Regions from separate parts of the Mus musculus genome. Here all the other regions are linked to region 6. The links are chromatin contacts, called in public Hi-C, HiChIP or PLAC-seq and promoter capture Hi-C maps. All regions are on one chromosome and are shown on one strand. Each heading gives the region's core, a stretch centred on a gene start, on an enhancer-like site or on the middle of the called end of the contact. The rest is flanking DNA. Distances are from core to core; before and after follow the strand shown. Region 1 holds the start of Nol12 (nucleolar protein 12). Region 2 overlaps Triobp (TRIO and F-actin binding protein). Region 3 holds the start of Sh3bp1 (SH3-domain binding protein 1). Region 4 holds the start of Card10 (caspase recruitment domain family, member 10). Region 5 holds the start of H1f0 (H1.0 linker histone). Region 6 holds the start of Rpl3 (ribosomal protein L3). Region 7 holds the start of Slc25a17 (solute carrier family 25 (mitochondrial carrier, peroxisomal membrane protein), member 17).

What was found. Promoter capture Hi-C pulls out the DNA fragments that hold promoters and counts their contacts. Hi-C and Micro-C count contacts between places; a contact is called where the count stands out from the background. HiChIP or PLAC-seq counts read pairs in DNA pulled down with a chosen protein or histone mark. Capture Hi-C pulls out chosen DNA fragments and counts their contacts.
Region 1: a promoter capture Hi-C map of pre-B cells shows a contact between it and region 6, with 4 times the contacts expected there. The contact joins the promoter of Nol12 here to the promoter of Rpl3 in region 6. A contact is called at or near these places in 4 of 39 promoter capture datasets (the C10 cell line, liver and pre-B cells) and 2 of 115 datasets of contacts at active chromatin or transcription factors (large pre-B cells and pancreatic cancer cells).
Region 2: a Hi-C map of B cells shows a contact between it and region 6, with 6 read pairs. The contact joins the enhancer-like site here to the promoter of Rpl3 in region 6. A contact is called at or near these places in 3 of 39 promoter capture datasets (the 3T3-L1 cell line, liver and pre-B cells), 1 of 484 Hi-C or Micro-C datasets (B cells), 1 of 115 datasets of contacts at active chromatin or transcription factors (pancreatic cancer cells) and 1 of 9 other capture datasets (liver).
Region 3: a contact with region 6 is called in a promoter capture Hi-C map of the C10 cell line, with 2.3 times the contacts expected there. The contact joins the promoter of Sh3bp1 here to the promoter of Rpl3 in region 6. A contact is called at or near these places in 1 of 39 promoter capture datasets (the C10 cell line) and 1 of 115 datasets of contacts at active chromatin or transcription factors (pancreatic cancer cells).
Region 4: an HNF4G HiChIP or PLAC-seq map of pancreatic cancer cells shows a contact between it and region 6. The contact joins the promoter of Card10 here to the promoter of Rpl3 in region 6. A contact is called at or near these places in 2 of 39 promoter capture datasets (both in liver) and 1 of 115 datasets of contacts at active chromatin or transcription factors (pancreatic cancer cells).
Region 5: a contact with region 6 is called in a promoter capture Hi-C map of liver, with 4 times the contacts expected there. The contact joins the promoter of H1f0 here to the promoter of Rpl3 in region 6. A contact is called at or near these places in 3 of 39 promoter capture datasets (liver and pre-B cells), 1 of 115 datasets of contacts at active chromatin or transcription factors (large pre-B cells) and 1 of 9 other capture datasets (adipose tissue).
Region 7: a promoter capture Hi-C map of liver shows a contact between it and region 6, with 2.8 times the contacts expected there. The contact joins the promoter of Slc25a17 here to the promoter of Rpl3 in region 6. A contact is called at or near these places in 10 of 39 promoter capture datasets (the 3T3-L1 cell line, 3T3-L1-derived adipocytes, the SN4741 cell line and 5 more), 1 of 15 datasets of contacts at CTCF or cohesin (large pre-B cells), 2 of 115 datasets of contacts at active chromatin or transcription factors (astrocytes and large pre-B cells) and 1 of 9 other capture datasets (liver).

Annotation. Positions count from the first base shown.
Region 1 is chr15:78,933,495-78,936,288 of GRCm38.p6, forward strand. Nol12 (nucleolar protein 12) reads left to right here and starts at 1,439. Exons shown (of 6, transcript NM_133800.3): 1 at 1,439-1,581. The coding sequence starts at 1,496.
Region 2 is chr15:78,987,479-78,990,425 of GRCm38.p6, forward strand. Triobp (TRIO and F-actin binding protein) reads left to right here. Exons shown (of 25, transcript NM_001039156.1): 13 at 414-470. Among named protein-coding and RNA genes, the nearest start is that of Mir6956, 13 kb to the right of the region's middle. Within about 2 kb of position 1,398, at least 109 of the 459 cell types and tissues checked have an H3K27ac peak or open chromatin away from gene starts, as enhancers often do.
Region 3 is chr15:78,898,125-78,901,044 of GRCm38.p6, forward strand. Sh3bp1 (SH3-domain binding protein 1) reads left to right here and starts at 1,644. Exons shown (of 18, transcript NM_001316684.1): 1 at 1,644-1,837. The coding sequence starts at 1,779.
Region 4 is chr15:78,801,627-78,804,589 of GRCm38.p6, forward strand. Card10 (caspase recruitment domain family, member 10) reads right to left here and starts at 1,416. Exons shown (of 21, transcript NM_130859.2): 1 at 1,229-1,416; 2 at 755-1,006; 3 at 7-144. The coding sequence starts at 1,358.
Region 5 is chr15:79,026,747-79,029,538 of GRCm38.p6, forward strand. H1f0 (H1.0 linker histone) reads left to right here and starts at 1,466. Exons shown (of 1, transcript NM_008197.3): 1 at 1,466-2,792. The coding sequence starts at 1,976. The coding sequence ends at 2,560.
Region 6 is chr15:80,081,985-80,084,766 of GRCm38.p6, forward strand. It overlaps Rpl3 (ribosomal protein L3), which reads right to left and starts at 1,422. Exons shown (of 10, transcript NM_013762.2): 1 at 1,340-1,422; 2 at 406-598. The coding sequence starts at 1,342. It overlaps Snord43 (small nucleolar RNA, C/D box 43), which reads right to left and starts at 922; the gene lies at 875-922.
Region 7 is chr15:81,359,100-81,362,126 of GRCm38.p6, forward strand. It overlaps Slc25a17 (solute carrier family 25 (mitochondrial carrier, peroxisomal membrane protein), member 17), which reads right to left and starts at 1,666. Exons shown (of 9, transcript NM_011399.3): 1 at 1,578-1,666. The coding sequence starts at 1,631.

The DNA.
Region 1 (2,794 bases), core at 189-2,688, 1.1 Mb before region 6:
GCAGACATATTAGCTTCTGAGGGAGTGGCCAGGAAGCTGGGAAGGGAGACCAAACACCAAAGCTCAGACAATCTAGCTCACATTTGATCACTGGCACAATCCCTGCTCTCCCCCCACCCCGTTTGGCTTTGGTTTTTTGAGACAGGATTTCTCTGTGTAGCCCTGGCTGTCGTGGAACTTACTCTGTAGACCAGGCTGGCCTCGAACTCAGAGATTTCCCTCTGCACCAACTGAGTCTGGGAGAATATTGTGTTATGCACTTCTGACCCGACACACTTGTCCCACCACAGTCACGGCTCTCAGTTTGCTGCACGCAGGAGCAATATTCAGGGTCACCAGAGAATGTTCTAGAAATGGACATTCTGGGGCCCTGCCAAGTGTGTTGAACCCTGAACCCTCAATTTGGATTTCAGCAAGCCTTTAAGTGCATGCCAGAGTTCCAGGGCCACCTCTTTACAGCCTTACAAAGTCACTACAATGATCTCTATTTTATAAATAGGAAAGTGAGACACAAAGAAAAAGGCAATTTGGGGGCTGGAGAGATGACTCCAATGGTTAACAGTGCCTACTTGTCTTATAGAGGACCAAGGTTTGATTCTCAGTACCCACATGACTCACACACCATCTGTAACTCTAAGATTTATTTATTTATTATATGTAAGTCACTGTAGCTGTCTTCAGACACACCAGAAGAGGGAGTCAGATCTCATTAGGGATGGTTGTAAGCCACCATGTGGTTGCTGGGATTTGAACTCAGGACCTTCGGAAGCAGTCGGGTGCTCTTACCTGCTGAGCCATCTCACCAGCCCCCATCTGTAACTCTAGTTGCAGGGGATTTCATACCGTCTTCTGGCCTTGTAGGTCCTCATACAGTAGACCTAAACTCACTTAGGCACAGTATTTTTTTAATCTTACTTATTTATTTATAGACAGGGTCTCTTTATTGTCTAGCTCTGCTCTGGTTGTCCTGGAACTCACTGTGTAGCTTAGGCTGACTTTGATCCACCTGCCTCTGCCTCTCAGGTACTGGGATAAAGATGTATGCCACCTCCCCTAGCCCATAATTTATGATTTAATCTTTTTTTTTTAAAGGGGGGCAATTGCTTTTGAGTCACATACTTTGTAAAGGAATACCAGTGTTTGCATCTAGGCAGTTTCCCTCGCTCAAGGAAATCATGAAAGAGTTGACATCTGAATTCAATTAAGTTCAGTAATTCTTAGCGGTTTATAAATAACTCCAGATTGAGCGCTTGTTCGAGGCAGGTCAGATGATGGAATCGGGGAGCCTAGTTCTCACCGAAGCCATTCTGGGAGGATTGTTCAGAAGACCTGAACCAAAGCTGAGGCAGGACGGGAGGCTCCTTTAAAAGGTGGAGCCAAATCTGCGGAACTGTGGAACAAGGCCACGAAGAGCGCCCTACCGGAAATCTGAAACTGCTACACCCGGAAGTGTTTTAAAGTCAGAAGCGGCCACGCTGCCGGAAGCTTCACTGCAATGGGCCGCAACAAGAAGAAGAAGAAAAGAGATGGAGACGACCGGCGGCCCCGGCTCGTTCTCAACTTTGATGAAGAGAAGCGGCGGTGAGTGGCAGGGTGGAAAGAGACTCCCGTCGGGCTGCCGGGGGAAGCGCGCCAGGCACAGGGCGCGCACGCCCACGCGGAGGGTTCTTCCGGCCCCGCCCCTGGATGTAGCTGGAGCTCGCCTTCCTCTTTCCCCACCTCGGGGGATGGAGTCGCCCGCTCCTCCCTCGCTGTTTACGGCTCTCAGCGCTGCGCCTTGGACCACCGGAGTGCCGCGCCGTCTATTGTCACAGCCCATAGCTGGCTCCCAGTCGTTGTTGACGAAGGACGAGCCGATGGGATGAGAGAGGTTTAGTTCATTGATTCACGCACCAGACTGCGTGCCAGCCAAGCCTGAGACCAGAGGCTGAACTGCTTTTTAGTGTCACCGTAAATAGCACCTTGTGGTCTGATGGCTCTCAACCTGTGGGTCGCGACCCCCTTAAACCCATCGGAAAAGAGATAATATTTACATTACGATCCATAACAGTAGCAAAATACAGTTAAAACCCCTGGTGTAGTGTACCAACGGAAACCGTAATTGCAAAGCCTGGTAGTGCAGACCTATAATCCTAGCCATCCCGGATGCTGAGGCAGGAGGATTGCAAAGTAAAACCCTGTGCGGGAAAGTTCAAGAACGGTATGGGCATTTGGACAATTTGTCCCTGTCTCCAAGACAATATAAACGAATTAATTTATTAGACCATTTGCCTAGCTCGAATAAGGTACTAAGCGTAATTAACTTCCAATACAGCAAACTCAGGAACAGCAGAGATTAGACAGGAAGAAGGAAGCACGAGTCAGGAAGGTGGGGGCACTCCTAGGACCCGCCACACAGGACCCAGGTGGGTTCAGGAGTCAGGTGGCCTTGAGGACTGGTTGTTGGTTGGTTCAGTGAAAGAGTTTTGGGGTCTGGGTGAAGGCATTATTAGAAAGCCTTACTAGAAGTGACTCCTATGAAATAAAGTTTGCCAGTGTGGGAACAGTGACCACCAGCTCTGTGTATTGACCACCTGGCCTTTTGTGTACTTAGCAAGGGGCAGGAAGGCCAGGTGAGCTAGGTGACGTTTGGTTAGTGATGGAGCGCGTACTGAGACTATAGCTTCCAGCATAGGTGTGTGGTAGGTTATACCACCCAGGATTATTATGTAAGTACACTCTGATGGTCCAGCAAGGACTCACAACTCATTTCTCGAAGGTACCTTTGTCATTGAATGACTTGTGACTGCATTGT
Region 2 (2,947 bases), core at 148-2,647, 1.1 Mb before region 6:
AGTGGTGGCCTGGACAGAACATTGGGTTGTGTTCCGCGTGGCCCACCTAGATCTTACCGAAGAGGACTAGGCTATTTCTCGAGGCTGCTCTCTGGATTCCCTGGGGCTCTCTTTATAGGAAAAGTTCCTTTTGTCTCTCCCTCTCCCCATCTTGGGTAGGGCCGGGGAGCTTGGACACCTGGGGAGGGGGAGATGCTGGGGGAAAGGTCTAAGGCTGTCTCAGTGGCGGGGAGTCTGCTTGGTTTGGGGGTAGGTGAGGAGAGTTAAGTTCTCTGGGTCCTTTGCCCTCGCCGTTGGTCTCCCAGGACCTCAGTGTCACCAGGACTACGACAGGATGACTGTCGCATTCCCTTCTAGCAGCCCCGTCGGCTTTCACACTGAGTCTGACCATTTGCCTTCTCATCTTCCTGTAGCCCGATCTGCTCAACTTCAAGAAAGGATGGATGTCAATCTTGGATGAGCCTGGAGAGGTAGGAGACTGGAGGGGAGGGACTGGCCGGGCTGATGCAGGGCTTCCGTGGAGAGGCTCTTGGGGTGGGTAAAGGGGTCCGATGGGAGGGCCAGTGAAAACCCTAATGGAGTTGAATTTCTGGTCGAGGGAGAGGCTTAGTGAATGCTTAGGAGGGACAGGTTGCTGGCTCTAGGCTTCCTCATGAGTCTTAACATGTGAGGCACAGGGTGGAGCCTCCCTGCCATGCACGCTCCAGATCCCATCTTTAGCTCTCGACAGGAGTATCTTGGCTCTCCTTCCTCATGACAATGCTTGACAGGAGTCTGAGGGTCTGGGGTGAAGGCTTCCCGAGTTGTACCTGAGTTGTACCAACTTCCAGACAGTACAGAGTAGGGCACAGGACACAGGCCAGACCTGTCGGTGGAACCACAGCCTCAGTCAGCAGATCTGTGACATGGGTATGATGGAGAACAGAGTCACTCACAGAGGTGACTGCGTGAGGAGCCGGAAGCTTCTAAGCTTAGTTCATCACCCCTCCGTCTTTCCAGTCTACTGTGACTGGCCTTGGAAATAGCTGAGGTGGTGCCGTTCACCAGCTCTGCTCTTTCAGCGGCCAGGCAAAGCCGGAGGCTGGGAGCTAAACTGGCTTTCCGCCTACTCTGCCTGCATGTGCCCATGGCTCGGATCTGCATCAGATCTGCATGCGGTCCGCATGCTGGGCAGGGCTCAGAGCCAAGGGGAATCGCATTGTGTTTCCTGCCCACGCGCTTTAATTCCCCGCAGCCTTCTGTCCCCGCTGCCTGCTTGCCATCCCTTAGTGGCTGCTGGCCAGGCTCACACAAGGCCTGGCGCCCTGCCAGTGACCCCTTTCTGGCCTCCCTACCCCAAGTCCCTGGAGGGCAGAGGGATTATGGGCACCACCCAGAACTGGCCATTACTCATGCTCTTTCACTGGGTTTTGGAATGTCCAAACTGGAAGGGCCTTGGGAGGGCAGCCAGCCCCAGCCCCTCATGTACAGATGGGAGTCGGAGCCACAAGAGTGAGCTCTCTTCCAGGCTGAGTGATACCCTGGGCAGCCCAGGCCTAGAACCTGGGGCCCTCAGAGCTTCATCCATCTTCTGTTACAATTAGGGACAGAGCTGACCTAGACAACCAAGAAACCATTATCCATAGAACCCTCCTCACTTCACAGAGACACTTGAGTTCCCAAGTGGTACCTTAGTCCACTCCAGGAGCAAGATTGTTTTAAGAGTGCCAGGCAGTGGTGGCACACGCCTTTAATCCCAGCACTTGGGAGACAGAGGCAGGCGGATTTCTGAGTTCAAGGCCAGCCTGGTCTACAAAGTGAGTTCCAGAACAGCCAGGGCTACACAGAGAAACCCTGTCTCGGGCGGGGAGGAGGGAGCAGGTTGGGTGGGGGGAACGACAGATAACCTGTAGCCTGACCCAAAATCTAGACTTCTTGCCATTCCCAGTGTAGAGTCAGAACAGTGAAGGCTGGGGAGGTGGTGACCCTTGCTGAGAGACACATGGCAAGGCAACACTCACACTCTGGGCATTTGGTGCTTAAACCCTGTTTCTCAGGGGAGACCCCTGGGAAGAAGTAGAAAGCATCACCCTCAAATGCTAGAAACCGTATCATGTCCCTATGGGATAAAAATAGGAAATAGCCTAGGCAGGGTTGTGGTGTTGGGGGAGCCCCAAGAGGGCTGCACCAGGACACACTGATCCAGCAGTGGGCTGATGGCAACTAGGATCCCAGGAAAGTGGCCAGCAGTCGTCTGAGACACACATGAGATGCTCGGCTGCCTGTCCCTTTCCCATGTGGCTTCCCAGCCTAAAAGAGGTACTGCAGGGACTCACACTGCGGAATCACAAATGTGAGGGTTAACCAATGCACTCTCACACCGGAACATGTGTGTAACCAGCCCGCAGCACAGATGGGGGAGCAACACTCAGTTGCCTGCCCCAGGCCTCTTTCTAGTCCTTCTGTCTGAGAGGCCTTTGTCCTTGACCCTGTGTCAGGCCAGCACGCAGAGAAAGACTTGCAGAGGTCTGGCCCCACTTAGTCACTGCCCCTGTAGGCATTTAACTTCACAGAGCCTGTACCTTCCTTCATCGGCACTGGAGAAAGGCACGTGCTATGCTGAGCTCTGATATCTTGAGTGGTCCTGAATGAGCTTCAAATACTTCAGTTGATAGAATGGTTGCCTACCAGGCAAGACTCTGGCCTTGATGCCCAGCATCATATAATACAGGCATGATGGTGCATGCCTGTAATTCTAGTGCCCAGGAGGTTGAAGGCTGGATGATCAGAAGAAGTTCAGGGTCAAGGCAGAAAGACAGCCGCTAAAGCGCTTGCCGTGGCGAGCTTGGTGGCCTGAGTTGATTCCAGGAATCTAAGAAGGGTAAAGGTGAAGGGAAGAGAACGGTCTCCACAGAGTTGTCCTCTAACACACACTCGAACATGCCATACATGTACCCACCCATATGCT
Region 3 (2,920 bases), core at 394-2,893, 1.2 Mb before region 6:
TACCCATTAGGAGGCCAGGTCTATACCACTCTAGTATCTCCCCAAGGCTGACACCTCTCTAGAATCTTTTTTTTTTTTTAAAGATTTTTATTTATTTACTAAGTATACAGTGTTCTGCCTGTATGCATGCCTGCAGGCCAGAAGGGAACACCAGATCCCATTACAGATGGTTGGGAGCCACCATGTGGTTGCTGGGAGTTGAACTCAGGACCACTGAAGAGCAGTCAGTGCTCTTAACTGCTGCGCCATCTCTCCAGCCCCCTCTTTAGAATCTTTTGCCATCTCTTCTCCAAACACTGGGCAGCAGCCTTCCTTCCCATCGGAAAAAGAAAGACAAGGAAGCTGCTCTGCCTTCTCAACTCCCCATCAGAGAGCCAGGATTCCACTGATGAGAGGCTGTGGCTGTTCCTGGCCAGTATGTTCTGGCTGCAGCAGCTGCTGGGACCCCTCTGGGCTCCTCCCACACTCGATAGGACTTCTTAAATGGGGAAAGCGGCTGAGTGAACACCATGTGCCAGACCTGTGCTGGGTACACAGAGATGTCTGGAGCAAAGGGAAGTCTTTGAGGAGCACACCAACTCTCTACCCCCACACAGTAGGTGCTCAAGTGGTATGGCTCTGAACTGAAACTAAGAGAGCAAAGCTTGGTGTGGTGCACAGGGCTTCCTGTAGTCACCCTTCCCCCTCCCAAGCCTGAAGGGTGCATACTGAAGTCAGCTTGCAGTTGCCCACCGGCTCTCTTGCTCTGTAGCTATGAACACCTATTGTATGCTCAGGCTGGTGTTCAGCGGAACATTTCAAAGAGAAAATCGGGTTTGGGGGTTCAGAGCAGCACCCATACATATCAAGGCCTGACAAGAAGGAAGGGCAGGCGCCTGGGACATTTGCTAAAAGAAATGAGAAAGAGTTTTACAAATAGGGGAAGCGGTCAAAGCTTGGGACTCTTTAAAGTGTAGAGTGACAGGACCTCAAGGGCTGACGAGCAGACCAAGCAGACCAGGGTATCTTGTTTACCCTGTGGCATAGACTGGACAAGGACAGTTGTCCTACCAAGCTACTATACACAATGAATGCAGAATTTTGGGGACTGATCCAAGGACATTAGTATCTGGTAGTCCCAGGTACCCCAAGTTCTGAGCCAGTGGTCCAGCAGGCAAGGGGGATGGTCAGGGAATAGTATGGTGGAGAAGAAGTCCCCAGGCAGCATCCCCTAGTGACTGGCCTGCACAGGTCCTGAAGGCCTGTCCCTTCTAGGCAGCCTTCCTTTCCCTCTAAGAGAGCAAAGGTTGTTTATACCCAGGGCGGTGATGGCAGGAGCAGCTTACCTGCTTCCCGCCACCCGCCGCGGTGACAGGACAGGCTGCGGGAAGGAAGAGCCCGCACTCAACTGCGGACCTCAGAGAGACAGACCGACGGACACTCGGCAGGCGGGTCGGACAACCCGGGGGTCGTTGAGGCCCGGAAGCAGAGAGAGAGAGAGAGAGAGAGAGAGAGAGAGAGAGAGAGAGAGAGAGAGAGAGAGAGAGAGACTCCAAACTTGAGAGAGAGAGAGACTCCAAACTTGGAGAAAGGAGTGACCTGGGGGCCGGGGGCGGAGTCGTGAGCGGGGGAGGAGAGCGCCCGCGCCAGCGCCAGCACCAGCCAGAGGAGCGCGCCGGCCCAGGAAGCCAGAGCGCCGCCCACCCATCCGGGGCGAAGCGCGCGGGGAAGCAGGCTGGGCCGGGGGCTGCCAGCCTCAACCCCCAAGGTGACTCCTCGGCCCCCTGCCCGGACCCAAGATGATGAAGAGGCAGTTGCACCGCATGCGGCAGCTGGCCCACACGGGCAGCTCGGGACGGTGAGTGTCACCCGCTTCTAGCCGTGCTATCGTTTCGCAGGACCTGAGCGAGCGCAGGAGAGTGGGGAACTGGTCACAGAGGTCGAAGATATCTAGGCAGCGGCCCTCTGGCATGCCAGAGCCCTGACCTCGTTTCCTGGGGTCTGAAGTCACTGTGGTCGCACAAGCATAGCTGGCTTTTGCGGGCGGTGGAGGGGGAGCGGGGGAAGGCACCTCCATTCCCGGTTGGAGAGGCTGCTGCAGAGAGCAGAATGCGTCCTGAGCCAAGACGCTGCCTGGAACCTCATTTGTCCCCTCCGGACAATGGGAACAGTTAGCCACCTCTAACTGGAGGGAAGGGGAGGAACGGAGCCGATCGGGGGCCCCAGACCCTGGGGGAAGGGACTGGCAGTGTTCTGGCCTGGGGAGGAGGGGCCTGCTCTGCTCTGGGTGTCCGTCCCCTCCCCCAACCCAGGGGCCTCCTGCCATTTGGTCCTGCTTCTGCTTTTCGTAGGCTCAGGTAGAGACACCCCTTGGTCTCCTCGGTTCCCAGCCCCAAAACTATGGGAGCGGAAGTTTGGGGAGTTTCTCGGAGCCTTTCTTTCTGTCCCTCTTCCCCAGCCTGGGAGTTCCCCATTCTTTGGGCCCAGAGAGGTGACCGTGTATCCAGAAACTTGATCCAGACCTTGCAGTGACACAAACACTTATATGTACCTACGAAGCCAAGCCACTCTGCCCTGAACCCATGTCCCTATGTATCCTTGGGCAGAGTCCCCAGACCTGCCCACAGCTGCAGTCCAATGTCGTATGCCTGTGGGCCTGGCCACCCCGGAGACCAGCTTCCACACTTCCCGTTCTGGGGGCCAGCTTAGGCCTCCTCTTTCCGGGCCAGGCAAACTATTTAGGGGGATGGGGAGATGAGAAACTTTTCCTCTGTCCCGAAGTTGGGCCCTGGGTAGCTCCCTCCTGCTTTTTTCGGTGTCATGGGTCCACCCTCTCCCAGGACACAGCCCTGGGTGGAGGAGGAAGCAGGCATGCATCCTCTTAACTACCATGGAATGTGCTCCAGCTACGATGTGGACGGGCCACCCAGGCTTGGTGGGT
Region 4 (2,963 bases), core at 166-2,665, 1.3 Mb before region 6:
GCTCACCAAGGATCATGGAGCAGCGTTGGGCAGGTTCCTGGCCAGTGAGCAGCGTGAAGTGTTCTGGGTAGTAGAATTCCAGGGCTTCCAGGAAGGCCTCGAAGCCCCTCTTGCCCCGGCAGCGTAAAATGTCTATGAGGCGCCCTGAGGGTAAAGGTTGTGACAGGGGTCAGGATGAGGTCTTCCCCCAGTGCCCCTGCTCTCCACCCCGACAATGCTCCAGGGCCTACGTTCCCCAGATTTTTGGGCTGTGACACACACCGGGGCCTGTCCCAACACATCAGGGAGCAAAGCTCAGTCTGCCCTGGCTAGGAACACCAGACCCTCCCCAGAGCACCTGCACTGGAGCAGGTCCCCAGCAACCCCTACACACACACACACACACACACACACACACACACACACACACACACACACACACACACGTTACGCATGCCCGGGGGCATCGGATGCCTGCGTTTCCCAGGCAAAATGCTCTCATTGACTTAAGTTCCCTGATACTTTTAGTCCCTCTGACAGTCCTGGTACAAAGACGCCCAGTGGGAGAGGAGCCTCGGAGAACTGAGCCCGGATTTGAGCTCTTGAGAAAAACTGATTCTTTAAGGGATACACAAATGGGACAGAGAGAACCAGAGAGGTCAAAGAGCACAGTAAAGATCCCACAGGGGTCGCCATCGGCACCGGCAACCACATCCAGCTGTCTGCTCTGGAGCGGGCCTAGGAAGGGAGAGGAAACCCCTGGCGGCGGGCTCACCGGTACGGTTAGCGCGGCACGGGAAACGGTAGGTGCTGAGCACCTCCTCCTCGTCCTGTTCGTCCAGGACGCGGCACTGGCGCAGATACGGCGTGAGCTTGGCCGGATTCAGGGCGCGCGTCAGTCGGTGCCGGACGCCCTCGATCCGCTCCCACAGCGCGTCCTCTTCGGCCTCCGACCCCGAACCCGCCCCAGCCTCCTCGTCAGCCTCGCCCGCGTCCGCCCGGCCCTGCATGGCCGCGTCCTCCGAGCCTGCGGGCGACAAGCACGGTGGGCACGGAGCCGCGGTCACCGCACCTGGGCGTCGCCCGCGGGTCCCGGCGCTGTCGGGCTCCGTCTTCCCGGGATCCCAAGCTGCTCTGCCTGCACCCTCCCGGGTCCCCGAGAGGTCACGCCCGCGTCCTCCCGGGCGTCCCGTCGGCGTCCTTTCACGTCCCCACGCTGCTGTCCCGCCCGTGTCCTCCCCGCACTCACCACGGGCGCTGCAGCTGCCCTGAGCTCCCGGCTCTGTGCTCGGCCGACGGCTCCGGAGGCGCGACGGGGCGGTGCCTTCGGGGTCATTGGCTCCGCCCCCAGCCCGGCGGCCTCCCGGGCCACCCAACATTGCCCGCGACCCGCTGCGCTCCGGTCGTCCTCCCGGCCGCTCTGCGGGCCAGCCGCGCCTCCCCACCCCCCACCCCCGCTTCCTGTTTCCCGCCGGCTCTCCGGGCCAGTCCTGGCGGGGTCCGCACGGCCCTCCCACACCTGCCCGGCCCCCGACGGGGCGGAGCCGCCACGCGCGCGCCCACACCCCGCGCGCCACCGCCAGGGCCACTGCCGCCGCTGCTGCTCACCTTGTCCCCCACCATGAGCACAACACCAGCCTGCACCCTCTACAAGCCCGACTCCCGGTGCAGCTGGCCACCCGGAACCCTGAACGCGACAAGTGTCCGCTCCACTAGCCACACACGCCCTGAAGTCAACAGGTCACACCAACTTAGCGAGCTCTGGGCTCGGACCTCATATACAGAGCCCCATCATTCCCACTTAAACTCGCATGGTAGGTATATTCACTCTGCTGAAAGTCACATAATACATATCTGTCTTTCAGGAAATATCTGCAAAGTGTGGGACAGGGCCTCAGAAGCTAGCAGAACTTTCACACGTGTCCATGTTCTGGGATAATGGCCTTACAAGTGTTGAGCAGGACTTCGACCGGAGACAGACTACTCACGTGCCTCTCCCTCCCACAAACACCCTGTGCCTAGGCACTTGAAAGCCCCGGTCAGCTGTGAGTCTCTCTCTGTGTGTGTCTCAGCTTTGCATTCATTTGCATCCTGTTCCCAGCTAGGCCTCTTATCTGCCGGTGACCTGGACAATTGCCCCTCCACAGTCTCAGTGTTCCCGAACACGCTGCCAAGAGCTCACATCTTTCACCAAGCCCAGGACAGCCTGTGTGGGCAGCAGAGGGGAGGGGTCATGGGCACCTTTCCAAAGAAGGGAGTCAGTCCCTGCAAGTGTCCAGACTGACTGCACTTTCATTCCTGAGTCAAGTTGATGGCACACGGGGACCAGGATGCTTGCATTTCTAAATGGCCGTTCCTGCGGGGTGGGAGGGAGTGTGGTTAAAATCAATTACATTTGAAAAGGCAGCGTCAAAACTCCCTTCTGCCTTGGAGACTAATACTCCCACAATAAGGTCCTGTAGTCACATGCTAGAAGCTCTCTGGGCACTGGAAAGTGCCCTCGGGGTGGCGAGAACAGGGTTAAGAGGACACAGAGGATCTGGAAAGATGTGTAGGTCCCCAAAGCCACCCATACTTTCCGAATTAGATGCATCACTCACCCAAGGAAACAAGGTTGACCACAACCCCTGAACAGCCCCTGCAGTAAAGAAACTAGTTTACCTACATAACCTAGTTCCTTTCCCAGCCTTGAAGAACCACAGACTTTTGCTGACTTGGTTTTGTTTGGAGTATCACCAGTTCACCTGCAGAAGCAGCTCTGTAGAAAGGACTGAATTCTAATGCAAACCTATCCCTTTACAAAGGAGGAAGCAGGGGCCCAGAGAGAGCAAGAACTTGCCACACACTGGATCCGCCCTGGCCTCTCTCCCCTCCCCAGGCTCGGTTCACACTAGGCTCCCTCCCAAGGATCGCCTCTCCTCTGCTGACCCTGATACCCTGACTCTGGCTCTCACAGGGAGCAGCTCCTCCCTCAAAGAGCCGCT
Region 5 (2,792 bases), core at 216-2,715, 1.1 Mb before region 6:
AACCTATAGTGTGTGTGTGTGCCTGGTCTCAGGGACTCCCAAGCCCAGTAACCCTTTCCCCACATCTCCCCCAAATTCAAAGCTCCCTCATCTAAGCTGCTCCTTCTGGTGTGACAAACAGCCCCAGGCCTTAGCAGAGGTTAGTTCATCTTGATCAGCTACAATTCCCCACTCCCAGGTTAATGTTTAATTAAACACTTTCGTGCCTTTTTGCTAGGGAATAAAAACACCAGGGTCCGGGGATCCAGCTCAGGTAGGCAATACCACCAGAACCCTACGGAGCCGCTGCCAAGAGGTCCTAACATTGTGAGTAGGATGTCTGCAGCAGACAAGAGGTTCTGGGCTCTCTGGGGGTCTCTTCGGCAAATCTCGGAGCCTCTAAACTCTCTCGGAGCCTAGGACTCCCAACAGCCCCAGGTCGGACTACAGATGGTGGCGCCCCTTGCTCACTTGGTGGATTTTTGCCAAGCAGGGCGGGAAAGATGGATACATTTTAACAAAGACATGGCATCTTCCCAGCAAAATGGCGGTGGTCGGGACCACGGCTCCCTGGTGGACTGCAAACCTCCTACACCTAAGTCACGACCAGGGAAAGGAGAACTCTCTCCTCGGCTTCTCCCGCTGCGCCCCATTTTTCCAAGTCTCTAAAAGCACAAGGAGCCTCTGCGCATCCTAAGGGTCCCCAGGATGTCTGATCAGAGCCATTGGACAGCACCTATGATAGAGACTGCACACACATCAAGCCACACCCCACCTTGAAGAGGCCAGTGGGAGAGGGGACCTTCACCCCTAGGGTGGGCCTGGGGGGTGGTGGTCCTGCTTCTTACATCCCCAAAACTCCCTAGCTAACAAGGCAGGCATGTAAATGAACTCATACTCAGATACATGGGAGATGTGGGGGGTCTTTGAGGAGAGCAGGCCGCCCGGGAGGCTTGTCCGCATCTTCCAGGGGTCCCAGGAAGCTTTGGGGGGCTCGGGCTCAGAGAGCAATCAACTCGCCGAGGTCCGGGGGTGCATCGAGGGGAGAAGGCGACTCAAGAGGGGGAAGGGACAAAGTTTGAAAGTGCCCTTCCAACTCTTTCAGGGAAAGTTTCCTTGAGGGCCTCGCAGGCAGAGAGGGGGTAGGGGTGTCAGAGGAGCTGTGGTCGGGTGACCCCCGAGAGGTGACCGGACCCTGGGGAGGCGACCCCTCCCCCCTTGTCCCGACTCGGCCCGGCTGGGAGTCGCCCAGCTCAGGGCCGCGTGTGTTAGTTGGGGCCGCTTCTGAGCCGCTCCGCCAGGTTGGGGGACCCCGCAGGCATCCGGGAGTGGGGCTCCTGGTAGTCCCAGGGGGGAGCTTTCCGACGGGGGGTCTCAAGCCCCGGGGCTCCCCGGCTCCGCAGAGCCAGCCCCCCGCAAAGGGGAAATGTGCCGGCGCCCCAGCGCTCCTCGGCGCCGTTTGAGGCTCGTGGCGGGCGCGGGGGGCGGCGGCCGGGGCGCCAGGGTCCCCAGAAGGGAAGCCTAGGGAGCCGGGCAGAGACCTCGAGAGACGGCGGGCAGCGGGAAGGCCCGGGCCGCCGGGAAAGGTCGAGTTTGCTCGGCGGAAGAAACACAGATGGCGGCAGCGCGGCGCCATTCCGGGCCGGGAGCAGGCAGCCAGCAGCCCAGTCCTCACCGCGGTCCGCCCGCCGCCGCTAAATACCCGGATGCGCCGCCCGAGCGCCAGACGCAGAGCTGGGAAAAGGGAGGCTGTGGAGGCGGAGGCAGCGCCAGGCGCCGGGCGAGCGACCGAACGGTGGGGGCTGGGAGCGCAGAGCAGCTCGCGACCCGCGCCGGGAGGACAGGAGCCACGCGTAGCCCGCGTCCCCGGCAGCCGCACTTGCGTCTGGCCTGCTAGTGGAGCGGGAGAGCAGATCGCGAGTCAGGTTCTGCACAGCCTCCGGCGAGGGCTGGCCCATCGGAAGGCTCCTTGAACAGTGGGAGCAGGCCGGCCACCATGACCGAGAACTCCACCTCCGCCCCGGCGGCGAAGCCCAAACGGGCCAAGGCTTCCAAGAAGTCCACGGACCACCCCAAGTATTCAGACATGATCGTGGCTGCTATCCAGGCAGAGAAGAACCGTGCCGGCTCCTCGCGCCAGTCCATCCAAAAGTATATCAAGAGCCACTACAAGGTGGGTGAGAACGCCGACTCCCAGATCAAGTTGTCCATCAAGCGCCTAGTGACCACCGGTGTTCTCAAGCAAACCAAAGGGGTGGGCGCCTCGGGGTCCTTCAGGCTGGCCAAGGGCGATGAGCCCAAAAGGTCGGTGGCTTTCAAGAAGACCAAGAAGGAAGTCAAGAAAGTGGCCACTCCAAAGAAGGCAGCCAAGCCCAAGAAGGCTGCCTCCAAAGCCCCAAGCAAGAAACCCAAAGCCACCCCTGTCAAGAAGGCCAAGAAGAAGCCGGCTGCCACGCCCAAGAAAGCCAAAAAGCCCAAGGTTGTCAAAGTCAAACCAGTCAAGGCCTCCAAACCCAAGAAGGCCAAAACCGTGAAGCCCAAAGCCAAGTCGAGTGCCAAGAGGGCCAGCAAGAAGAAGTGAAGACTTTGCTTGGGGACACTCCTTCCTCCCTCCTGTTTTCTGTAAATACATTTCCTCACTTGATTCCATCTGCAACCCTTTGCCCATTCTATTCTGACTTTATTAAAGAGGACAGAGTTTGGATCCCTCATACAGACATTGTGGAATGACTCCTTTTTCCTTAACCTATTGTGCAAGGACAGCAAACAGACCTCATCTTTGTAATGATGGAGACGTACTTTTTTCTTGATTT
Region 6 (2,782 bases), core at 172-2,671:
ACAGGCACCATGCCAGGTGGTGACTATCACCACTGAAGTAGCAAAATGCCATGTGCTATCTAGACTGTCTCAAAGAGGAGCTTTATCACTAGTCTGGTTTCATGTCCAGAATACACTTGTTAAATGTGTCTACCTTTTCAGAGTACCTAGGGTTGATAACAGGCACTGGCATGGAAACAACCAACTACCCCAACAGGACTCTGCACAGGAATCTGTGTTAAATTTCGCTAGGCCAAAACACTTCTAGGCTCCCTTAGTGTGGGCACTACCACACTAAGTCAGGCTTTGTTCTAGACTTACCACAAAGCACCCCAGGATGAAGCTATTGTGCTCCTTTGGGAATTTACTGTAACTACAGGCAAAATTACACACAGCCCAAGTTGGACAAGGAAGTACTGTACATACTAGATCCTGGCCTGTCAACTTCCCGGACGATGTGGGTCATGCCAGCCTTGTAACCCAGAAAGGCTGTGAGGTGAACGGGCTTGGAAGCGTCATCCTTAGGGAAGCTCTTCACTTTCCCACGATGCCGGCTGCTGCGCTTGCGAGGCAGGAAGCCCAAGGACCCATGCCTGGGAGCTGAGAATTTCCTGTGAGACTGAGGTAAAGGGAGAGATCACAACATTGCTCTCAGTCTTCCAATCAAGCCCAAAGGAGGGTTCCACATTTAAAGGAATTGTATCAGAGGACAGACTGCAATAAGACTTCAGCTTAATGCTTTTAGTTTCCATGCCTTTCAAACACAAAACAGCTTAGTTATACTAAAACCTCGATGGGTGAACTTTCAAGAGTATCCCATGTGACTAAATGGCAACATGGCGTATCAAGATGGAGTCTAATGCAAGTCGGCCTCAAACACTCCCTCCTAAAGCCAAATCAGAACTTGACATTCAGCACAGAGTTTCTGTCCGCCCGTCAAAAGGTTCATCATTTGTGGCTTCTGAGAACTCTAGAGATGCACCTTCCACTCTTATAACATTCCAAAATGGAGACCCGACCCGATTTGCCAAATTTCTCCACTTAACCAATGCATTCCTAAAGACCTGGGCCATCCCTACCAGACTGACCACTACCCTCGAATTAAGCACAAAACAGCCCATTCCATAAGTCCCTTAGGATTACGCTGATATCAAATGGGTCGCACACAGGCCCAGGCCGGTCCCACACACATCCTCCGTAAGGCCGTTAAGGTCCCTGAATTTCCGGACGGTCGCGGCCCTCACATCGATCCCCTATTACATCCTTTCAGGATTGGCGAGCCAGGGATGGCGCCGATGGGAGGTGAATACAAGCCAGGCCCACAGGAGACCAAGTTAGAAGGCAGCATGGCCATACGTACCATCTCGCCGCCACACGCCGCAGATAGAGAGCGACCAGGAGCCAGTGCAGGCTATATAAAGCCAAGTGATGGCTCCGCCCCCTGAGCGTGCGAACGTGTTGACGCATAGGCGTCGGGTCGAAGGGCGCGCATCGAATGTCATTTTACACACATTTTTCCCGCCCACTAGGATTGACAAATAGGGTCTACGGAGAATGATTGGGTTCAAGCTTAGCGAAACGCCTCGTCGACGCTGAGGTTTAGAATGTAAAGAACTACGGCGTTCTGCAGCAGCCAAATTTCATGATAATGAAGAAAAATGGAGGCATTGTGCTTCCTCTCACTTCTAGAACGGAATCACACAGGGCTAGTCCCACACAGCAACGAAAACAACGGCGTTGAAGCAGGCTTAGTGTGAGACAACTGACTGCGTTGTTCTCGTGAGCTCTTAAGATAGACTGAATGAAACTGCTCTTTTACCTAACCAGTGATTTTGATGTGATCACCAACATTGCTCTCAGTCTTCCAATCAAGCCATGCCTTTAATGCGCCATGATTTCGGGCACATCTCCCTCAAGTCCTGTCTCTGCCAATTCAGTCTCCAGATGTCATGTCCCGTTCATATTTTGTTCTTAATTTCAGATTTACAAATGTGTGAGGTTCCCCCCCCCCCGTGTGTACGAATGTGCGCCACGGGCGTGCGTGACATTTTCAGAAGTCAAACCGGGCTGGAGAGATGGCTCAGCAGTTAAGAACACCAACTGCACTTCCAGAGGTCCTGAGTTAAATTCCCAGTGACCACATGGTGGCTCATAGCCACCTGTACTGGGATTCGATGCCCTCTTCTGATGTGTCTGGAGACAGCGACAGTGTACTCATATACATAAAATAAAAATAAATCTTTAAAAAAAAATAAGGGCTTGAGAGATAGCTCAATGGTTAAGAGCACTGACTGTTCTTCCAGATATTCTGAGTTCAATTCCCAGCAACGATATTGTGGCCTATAACCATCTGTAATGGGATCAGGTGACCTCTATACTCATATATACACTAAATAAATAAATCTAAAAAAAAAAAAAAAAAAAGTCAAAATAGTGTCAGATCCCCCTGGACCGTTGTTAATGCTGTGAACTAGACCTGGGTCCCGTGGGATGACAAGTTTTCTTAACTTCTGAACCATCTCTCCAGATCAAGATTCTTAATGAATTTATTTTTCGAACAGCAACATAGGTTTATTAAAATTTAAAAAATAATTTCTGAAAGTGGAGGAGCGCCACTTAAGAATATCTTAAATAAGCTCTTTTTAATTTTATATTTATGAGTGCTTTCCTCATTTATGCACGTGCACCACATATGTGCAGTACCGGGGAGATTTGAAGAGAGTATGGAACCCTCTGGAACTGGAGTTACAGATGGTTGTTGTGCTGGGAACCAAACCTTGGTCCTCTGCAAGAGCCCTTAATT
Region 7 (3,027 bases), core at 416-2,915, 1.3 Mb after region 6:
CCACCCCACACTGGTTACCAAGCCTTCTCTGTAACACAAGCTCCCTTCCCCCACCTTTTAAGGTCAGCCAGCTTTTCCACTGGGTCACTGTTATTTTCTTAGTCCCCTGTTCACTTCCTTGGCGAGTTAATCATTTAATGTCATGCTATTCTCAGGGACTTCAACCTTAACTACTTCAAAACTATAACCAAGTTTAACTTTTCCCCCAAACTTGAGTCTTCACAACCACTGTCAGTTCACTTGGGAGGAAGACCATTCATGTTCCTTGAGTCAAAAATTTGTCAGACACAAGCAACCCTAAGCTACACCCAAGCTATCATTAAATCCTGGTGGTTCTTATAAATCCATTCCAGGCAAATGCTCTCTTACCCCTTCCACCAATAGGTCACAGCCATCTCTTGCCTGAGAGAGATGTGCCTTCCGTATTCTACTCTCCACAGGGCAGCAGAGAGGATCGGGTTTGAAATGTCAATCAGTAAGTGCAACCACTGACCCTTTCCTACACAAAGTCATGAATCATTTGGCCCCCCATTTGCATTTCCACTTCAGTCAAACAGGTCCCTATGACCAACTGAAAACATGTCACAACAAACTTCCACCCCAGTTCTTTCATAACGAGCAAAAGGCACTTCTGGTTGATTTAAAGGAACGCGACTCTTTTGAATAAGACACCATGTAATATTCCCTCACCTACTTCTCAAGGTCTAGAAGAAAAGTGTAATATTTTCTTCCCTCTTCATAGATTACAAACGTGAGATTTGAGATTACCTGGTAAACATATGATAGAATTGGAATTAAAAAACTCAGATTACTCTTCACCGGAACATAAGCTGTCTGAATGGATAGGAATGGTCCACGGTGACTCTACATGGCTAAAGGTACATGCTGGGAGTTAGGGAAGAACATGGGAAACAGTCTGAGGAAAAGAACCAGAGGAGGAATGTTACCTGTGCCAAGAATGTGAAGTTTCAGGGAAAAGGGAAGTGTCAAATGGAAGGAACTTAGATACCTCTAAATCGAAGAACAAAGCACTTAACTCACAGTAACTATACAGGTAGTACATAACACCACCGATCTTGACTTAAAAAATAAACAAACAAACACCCTATCTTTTCCTGGCAATAAGGCTGACTAGGAATGTTCCATTAGCTATTGCCACTTGCCTGGGATAAGGTGTGACACCAGGCTGGCAGTAGACTTACAGCAAGCACCCCATCTTCACACTTAGTTTTTCCGCAGGACCAATTTGGACGAAGTTTGTGTGCAGTGAGAGTTGGGTAAGGGAAGGGTTGGCCTTAAACTTTTAAACTTCAGAAGGCAAAGAAAATAGCAATTATCTTCTTCCCTATTCCCTCTGGACCTTTGTGACTGATAGTCCAGACAGTCTCTGGGAAAGTCCAGAGGGGACTGCGGCAGAGGGTGGCTCCTGGCCTCGCCCTCCCTCTTGTAGCAGCAACTTTCCATTTATGCCCGTCCTTTTCGTTCCAGTTGTGACAGATTCGGTCCCCACATCTCCCCCGTGCCCTTCTCCCCGACCCATCCCGAGATTTACTTCGAAGCCCCAAACCCCTCCTCACCACGGCTCCGGCCACGGCGTGTACCAGACTTTCGTAGGACAGCACAGAGGCCATGGTGCCACACTTTTCACTCAGGCGCCTCAGAGTGTGCGGGTTCGTGAAAGGACCGTCTCAAGCCCCACCTCTCAGAAGTCTCCCCCGCCTCCACCAGAACGACTGCTTCCGGGTCACAGACTGCCCTGGTTCGCTGGGGAGAACAGCCGGGGAGGCGAGTGTGAAATGCCCAGGAACGCCCCTGAACATCGATTGGTCCGGATCGGTCAAGGGGCGGAGCAATGCTCAGTGGCTATGGAAGGATCTGTGTTCTGAGCACCCCCTGCAAAGGTTCCTAGCCCCTCAGTCTGTCAGTGTGCTTGCACACTAAATTGGTTAGTCAAGCCCATAAAACGGGAGGACATAAAAGTCCTTAATGACTCCTGCACCCCAGTTCCTTGCAAAATATATGTTGGCAGGCTCAGTTGTTAGTGCTTGCTTAGCATGACTACCAGCAAACCATAAACACCAGTAAACACAGTACTCAGGAAGTGGAAAGAGGATCTGGGGACTGAAGAGTTGGCTCAGTTAAGAACAAGTACTGCTTTTGCAGAGGATCCTCGTTTAGGTCCCAGTATCCCAAGCAAGTATAGTTCCAGGGGGTCTGACCTTCTCGGGTTTCCGCGCACACTAAGACATACACACACACACACACACACACACACACGACTAAATAATTTTGTTAAAAGAATTTAGTACAGAGTCACCCTCAGCTACAGAGAGAATTTGAGATTAACCTGGGCTGAGACTCGTCTCAAAACAAAAGCCAAAACAGACCTAAACCCTAAAACGTAGCCTGTAATCCCAGTACCATGGATGCTGAGAAGTGGAGTTGGCTAGCCAGAACTATAGAAACAGCGTCAAAACAAAAGCAACCCTCCAGGATAAGCTGATAGCCATAGATAAGGGGGTGGGTCAATATCTCCAACCTTCGTTTCTCCATTCAGCCATCCCAACACCCGCTGCGAGATATAGAATCAAGGCTCTGAGGCCCGGTAGTTAAACCTCTAGCATAGTTTGTTTAAACTGACAATTTGGGGCTGTATAGATATAGCTCAGCAGCTAAGAACGCTTGCTCTTCAGTTGCTATCACACAACCCTCTATGTCCCTCGGGACAGACGCCACAGCTTTCTGTCCTCTGAAAGAATCCAGGACTGCTTACATAAATGCACTCATGCACATAAAGGTAAATCTAAAAGCAAAGTCAGTATTTTACCCTTCCACTGTGATAGTCTTAAGGTTTCTATTCCTGCACAAAACATCATGACCAAGAAGCAAGTTGGGGAGAAAAGGGTTTTATTCAGTTTACATTTCCACATTGCTGTTCACCACCAAAGGAAGTCAGGACTGGAACTCAAGCAGGTCAGGAAGCAGGAGCTGATGCAGAGGTCATGGAGGGATGTTTCTTACTGGCTT